Linked DNA regions of Xenopus tropicalis: region 1 is linked to region 2. A link is a contact called in public Hi-C data. All regions are on one chromosome and are shown on one strand. Each heading gives the region's core, a stretch centred on a gene start, on an enhancer-like site or on the middle of the called end of the contact. The rest is flanking DNA. Distances are from core to core; before and after follow the strand shown. Region 1 holds the start of tmcc3 (transmembrane and coiled-coil domain family 3). Region 2 overlaps tmcc3 (transmembrane and coiled-coil domain family 3).

The links. Hi-C and Micro-C count contacts between places; a contact is called where the count stands out from the background.
Region 1: a contact with region 2 is called in a Hi-C map of brain, with 2.3 times the contacts expected there. The contact joins the promoter of tmcc3 here to the enhancer-like site in region 2. A contact is called at or near these places in 2 of 5 Hi-C or Micro-C datasets (brain and gastrula embryo).

What each region holds. Positions count from the first base shown.
Region 1 is chr3:56,473,546-56,476,865 of UCB_Xtro_10.0, forward strand. It overlaps tmcc3 (transmembrane and coiled-coil domain family 3), which reads right to left and starts at 1,364. Exons shown (of 4, transcript NM_001078793.1): 1 at 1,067-1,364. The coding sequence starts at 1,144.
Region 2 is chr3:56,439,065-56,442,116 of UCB_Xtro_10.0, forward strand. tmcc3 (transmembrane and coiled-coil domain family 3) reads right to left here. Exons shown (of 4, transcript NM_001078793.1): 2 at 2,273-3,052. Among named protein-coding and RNA genes, the nearest start is that of cep83, 16 kb to the left of the region's middle. Within about 2 kb of position 1,712, at least 1 of the 11 cell types and tissues checked has an H3K27ac peak or open chromatin away from gene starts, as enhancers often do.

The DNA of each region.
Region 1 (3,320 bases), core at 114-2,613, 34 kb after region 2:
ATTGTCTACCAACACTTTAAGGTATGTGATAACACTCTTAATTCAACAGATGATACCTGCTGACATGCTCCCAAGCAAGGATGAAGCTCAGATGTTGCTATATACTACTAAAAAACACTGCTAGTTCAACTATAAGAAGGAATGGTGGAATGTGTAGAGAAATGAAAAATACTTCACTCATTAATCAATTAAGTATTTTAGGCAATAACATTTATATCATGCAGATTAAGGATCCCAGTGCAATTATAATATTTTCCTTATACTTGTTTAATAGGCACAGCTACGCAGCATACACCAGCATTGATAGCTATTCCTATTCCCAGTATTTATTTATCCACACAGCACAGATCAAAAATCCAGGGATCATAAATTCTTTTTCAGAAAGACAATGTGAAATATCCCAATAGCATTAGTTAAGAAACTGATGTAAGTGCTATGGAAACAGCATCTTAATACATTCATGGAACACTTAGAAATAAAAGGCAAGCTCTTGGGTCAGGAGTGTTATTTTATCTTTCTTCTGCACTTAAACTACTCTTATTTTTCTGCCTGAAGCTATGTTTGTGCATAGATACATTCACACAGCACTGACATGAGATAACACAGGGTTTCCTTTTCCTGCCTTAAAATAAAGCCAGTCTGTACAGCATTATGTGGCCACAACAGCATTTATCCTTAGCCAGGGAATGAAAGGTAAGCGTGCATTTCTGTAGATGGGCTCCAGGGAATAACCTGCATGGGCTTGTACATGAGGGAAGCATACAGATATGTCTGACATCCAGCCCTTCAGGTGTTGTTGAACTAAAACACGTAAACAGTACCTGCATATACACACACACAAATAAATGCCACATGGAAAAGATTGCACTGAAAGCCTATGGCAGGTCTCTGTGCACACTTTATGCCCAAACAAAGATGCCAGCAGCAACCAGTGGGCGCCTGGCATACACTCGCTACGGTAGGGTGCTGCCACCCGGTACTGGGGTATATCATTTAGCCATACAGGGCACAACAGTGAAAGGTGTTCAGCCCAACACAGCAGTGCTGTACGGCTCAATACTCTTACCCTAATCTTGCTCCTCCGCTGCCTCTCGGGATCCGAGTAGGTCCTGTCAACTGCTATGCCCGTGTCGCTGCCTGGCATTTTCCCGCTGCTGCCCTCCTGTTATCCAAGCAAATAATGACAACGCGGCTCCGACAGCAGCGGAAAGAAATAGTGGAGGTTCCGCAGCCGCCCGGGCTCTCTAGCAACCCCCAGCCACACGCAGTCTGCACATATTGACTGAGGGGAACGCTGCTCCCCTGCCTTCAACTTTCCTCCCACTGGCTCAGCGCCCAGTGCACACACTGCAGCCACACCGGCCTCCCCGCCGCTCTGTTTGGGCTGTGCTTGTGGGAAGTATGTGTATAACGCCCGGGTGTACTTGGGAGGGGCTTGCCGGAAACACGCCCACCATCGCTGCGCACCCTTTCGCCGCTGGGAGGGGGAACACCCTTGTGTATACAGATAGACTCACAGGCTCATCTCCGGGAAATTGAGTTGTGTCTTCAAAGAGAAGCGCGAAAATAATGGATCACAGCCCTTCCCTCGGGCGCTTGCACAAACATATGTTTCCGCCTCAAGGGAACTTAGATGAAATGATGCCCTAATAAACACTAAAACAACTAGTTAGAATTGATCTATTGACTCTGGAATGACATATTTACAGCAAGCGCTATGGCAAAATACTATTTTACTTGCCTATTGTGAGTTAATGAACATGTGAAAAATGAATCAAATTAACGCCATTTATAAGAATGGGAAGCGTTGGCTTACAATGCAGGTAGGCTATATAGCGTTCAGAAAGCCAGAAAATATAAGCCTTATGCAGGGTTGTGTTTCTTCTGGACAAATCTAGGGGTTTCTCCCATCACTTGTCATAGTTGGTTATGGCCATTAGGGGGGAACATTTTTTGTGTTTTGCCATTATTTTTTTATCAAAGGTTTTTCATTTGAATAAAACATCATAACAAAGGGTACATTTTCACATTGCTCAATCATCAAATGCATATACATTCTGTCATTTCAGCCAAACAGGTAGAAAAAACGCTGAGCTGTGTAAAGAAAGTTCCCATAATGCCTCACTCCTGCACAGACACCCAGACCAGTGTACATGCTCAGTGTGTAAGTCTATGGGGGAGATCCACGAACGCTCCGGATGCATTTTTTTGTAATGATCGGAATTTTTGCGACTTTTTTGTCGCCGTCACAACTTTTTCATATCTTGTACGTATTTTCTGCTACTTTTTCATTGCCGTTGCGAAAAAATCGTATTGTTGCGCCGAGTACGGAAGTTTCTGATTCATTCAAGCTTCGGTATCGTGACTTTCCTTGGGCCAGGTTGGAGCTGCAGAGTGCCATTGAGCCCTATGGGAGACTTTCCTTGGGCCAGGTTGGAGCTGCAGAGTGCCATTGAGCCCTATGGGAGACTTTCCTTGGGCCGGGTTGGAGCTGCAGAGTGCCATTGAGCCCTATGGGAGACTTTCCTTGGGCCAGGTTGGAGCTGCAGAGTGCCATTGAGCCCTATGGGAGACTTTCCTTGGGCCGGGTTAGAGCTGCAGAGTGCCATTGAGCCCTATGGGAGGCTTTCCTTGGGCCGGGTTGGAGCTGCAGAGTGCCATTGAGCCCTATGGGAGACTTTCCTTGGGACGGGTTGGAGCTGCAGAGTGCCATTGAGCCCTATGGGAGACTTTCCTTGGGCCAGGTTGGAGCTGCAGAGTGCCATTGAGCCCTATGGGAGACTTTCCTTGGGCCAGGTTGGAGCTGCAGAGTGCCATTTATTCCTATGGGAAGCTTCCAAAATCATGCAAAGTCGGAAAGGTTTTCCCGCCATTTACAATCGTTCAATACGAAAAAGTCGCGACGGCGACGAAATAGTCACGCAAAATACGTTAAGTCACAACGGCAAAGAAAAAGTTGCGATCTTCAGAAATTTTCATTTCCAATACGAATTTTTCCAATTCGGGATTCGAATTCGTGTTTTGGTAAATCTGCTCCTATGAGTCAGCTTCCTGCTGATTGGCTCAGATCCACATTCCTAAGGGGGGGGGAGTGAGTTCTTAGCATTCTTGAGGGAGGGGGAGCAGGAAAGAGCAGAGAACAGGAAGCTGCCTGTCTGTGGCACAGGCATTACAGACACAACTAATCTTTTTTCAGAGAACTCAGTGCAGCGTTTCTGTGAGTGCTTATGGCTGTATTTACATAGACCTTTCTGATAAAGCTCACTTAGTTTTTACCTTTCCTTCTCCTTTAAAAGTTTTGTACATATCAACAGTAACTT
Region 2 (3,052 bases), core at 462-2,961:
CAGCATACACACACACACAGACCCTTATTCAGCTTACATTTCATCAAGAATACAGGTGCACACAGGCACAACTGTCTTTGATAAAAGTTCTGCTTTGTTTGAGCACTGTAATGGTAAAGCTGAGCACAGGAGAGTTGGTCGGGAGAAAAAAATTGAAGCAGACAGCTAGAGCTGAGTTTCTAGGGGAACCAGCAATGCCATCTCTTCACTGGCTGCTAGACTGGGGGCGTGTTTAGTAATCTGAGCTTAGAAAAACTGAGCATGCCCACAAGCAAACAGCCAAAGCAAATTCCTGAGGGAGGGGGGAGAGTGGGTTACAGGAGGAGACAGAAATCTAAGTAATTGAGGGGATGTTGCAGCTTTACTATTAACCTCTGCACAACCAGATTGGCAGGTATTGAAAGATTTCAAAGAGGCTGTTCACTGATTACATTTTTGTGTGTGGGGTTTACATGTCCTTTAAGGCAAAATAAAATGGCAGATAAGCTCATTACATCTGTGCATTACAGTGCAATTAAAACAGATGTCACTCTTGCATAAAAGTGCATGGTGTAGAACGGAGAAAAGATAAACAGTATAAAATTGCCTGTATCCTGAAGCAGTTTTCCCTTGCACTCCCTATTTCTCTGCCAAGAGGCTGTAATCTGCTCTGGCAAAATAGAGAAGCAAACTGAAATTGCTTTCCCACATCATCTTAAAAATAGTGCTTGCACCATCATATGTTTTAACTTCTATCAAGATATGGAAATGTGCTGTGCTTCATGCTCTGTTAACAGTAAAGGAAATATAAGATGGGCAAATAGAAAAAAAATGCTGGTCAGCATTAACTAGAAATAATTTGCATTGCACAGGAGCGGAGCCCAGCTGTGACCCACAAATACCTTCAAACTGCTAAGTGGTCTGGAGTAACCCTTAATGGGCCAAGTTAAAGGTCTATGGCCTACCAATTATTTTGATGCCCACTTTAAGCAGCAGCAGTGATTAAACCACTGTGGACCACTGCAGGTAGCTTCCCAGTAATGGCACAGGTAGGGCTGGGGAGATATTAATTTCTGCAGTGCCTTCAGTTTGTAAGACTGATAAGAAGGATCTGCAGGCTGTAACTCTTTCCCCCTGAAAAAGCTAATTGTACTTTTATATGTTTATTGGTTTTTTTGCACTTACTTTGTTTCTTACTTTTGTCATTGTTTTGTTCAATTCTAGTTAGTTACAATGAAGCTCTGATGAGACTGCATAGCTGGGAAACAAAACAATGTTGTGTATCAGTGCTAAAGTTATAGTGCACGGCCTGTATATCTAGCATTAGTATGCACTGCATCTCACTGCATACAATGTTTTGGTTTTGTAAATATAGACTGCATTTCACTGTATATAATGTGCCTGGGATGTCAGTACCCACGCCATCTCTCTCTATAAAACTAAAACACATTTAAGATAACTGATCACTAACACAAATGGATGGAAAAACCCTTACAGAAGTGCATGGATGAATACTTTTAGATCCTAAGCATTTTAGGGTGAAAAAAGCACTCCCACCCACACTTTTGCACAGATCCCTGGAAGTCAGTGGGAACCACAAGAGGTAGTTAAGAAGGTTCATTTTTTTTTTACGCCAGCAGTGAATCCACTAAGTCTTACATTAGCTTTAGGTCAGCCTATGTGTGGCCCATCTTTAGTCTCCTGAAACAAAAGTGTCACCCCTCCGCCTATGAGGAGCTACTGGGGGCATCTTTGGAGGCACCGATCATCCTTGCTAAAGGGCTGTGGTGGCCTTGGGCTGGTACAGAACCCCAAAACACAACGTACAACATTTCTGCCCTAATTTTTAGTTAAGCTTTAGGGCAAGGCAACATGAGGTGAACGGTCAGACTGCAGATAAGTGCAGGCTGAAAACACGCCTGTACGCTTAAAAATTGTATAGTTGTGCCTGTGCCCATAAGCACTGAATGCTTCTGGGTGCAGGCACAATGAGAATATTTTTTTAAGCATATTGCGATTTATCCACAGGCTGACAATATACTGGTGTGACCTCACTCTTAGTTCTCCTTTAACCTATTAAATGTCCATCAACATCTATTACAACAGTTGTTGTTTATGTAGAATGTCTCATCTGAGACAGGAGATGTGGCAGCTCCAACTCATAGGTCTGAAAACTGATATAGATAAAATCAACTTCCTTGTAATTTACTTTCTGTTTAGAAAAAATTAACAAATACAGTATTTAATATTAAAAATAAATCGAATATTTAATTTCAGCACAGCCAGTCATTACCTGTATCTTTCTTCTTGTAATGTTTGGGAAATCAAACTATAGTCTCTTTTGAAATGTACTTTCAAAGTCTCAATATCTTCAGCTAGTTGTGACTGGGCATCTTTAATTTCTCTCAGCTCTTCCAGAAAAACTGAGAGATTGCCATGGCTATCACTGGCATTTGTCCTTCCGGTGTCAAATGTCTGGTTACCATTGCTGTCTGCAGAAGCTGAGGTCCCACTGGAACATTCATCGTCACTTGCATACTTTGGCTTGGTGACTATCGTTGCACTCCCACTCAAGTTTCTGGAATTGGTTTCTGGGTGAAAGTCATCTAGAGTGTTTTTTAGATGAGCAATGTTATCGGCACTTCCAAACTTGTTACGGATCAGATTTGCAAACTCCCTCGACTTGTTGAACACGAACATTGGTGGTGTCAGTGATACACCAGGCACTCCCATTTTACTGGTCTCTCCTTGGCCAGCAGGGCGGCTACCGTTCGTCACATCTTTTAAAGAATGTTGGAGGTCTTTAGAAATGTCCTTAGAGCTTTTACTAGCAGACCCGTTCTGCTCAATTTCCTTTAGTTTTTTGTGATACTGCTCTAGTTTTTTCTGCAGCTGAGCTATGGAATGAGCAGATTTCTGGTTCTTTTTTTCAAATACCTGTTTGATACGTCCAGCCTGCTGCTTGTCAGCACTGTTTACCAGCTTTAAATACTCAGCCACATTGCCATCACGTGCAGTTTGTTCAATCTTTATCTGTTCGGTGACTTTGAGGATTTTTTGCTTCAAGCTGTCT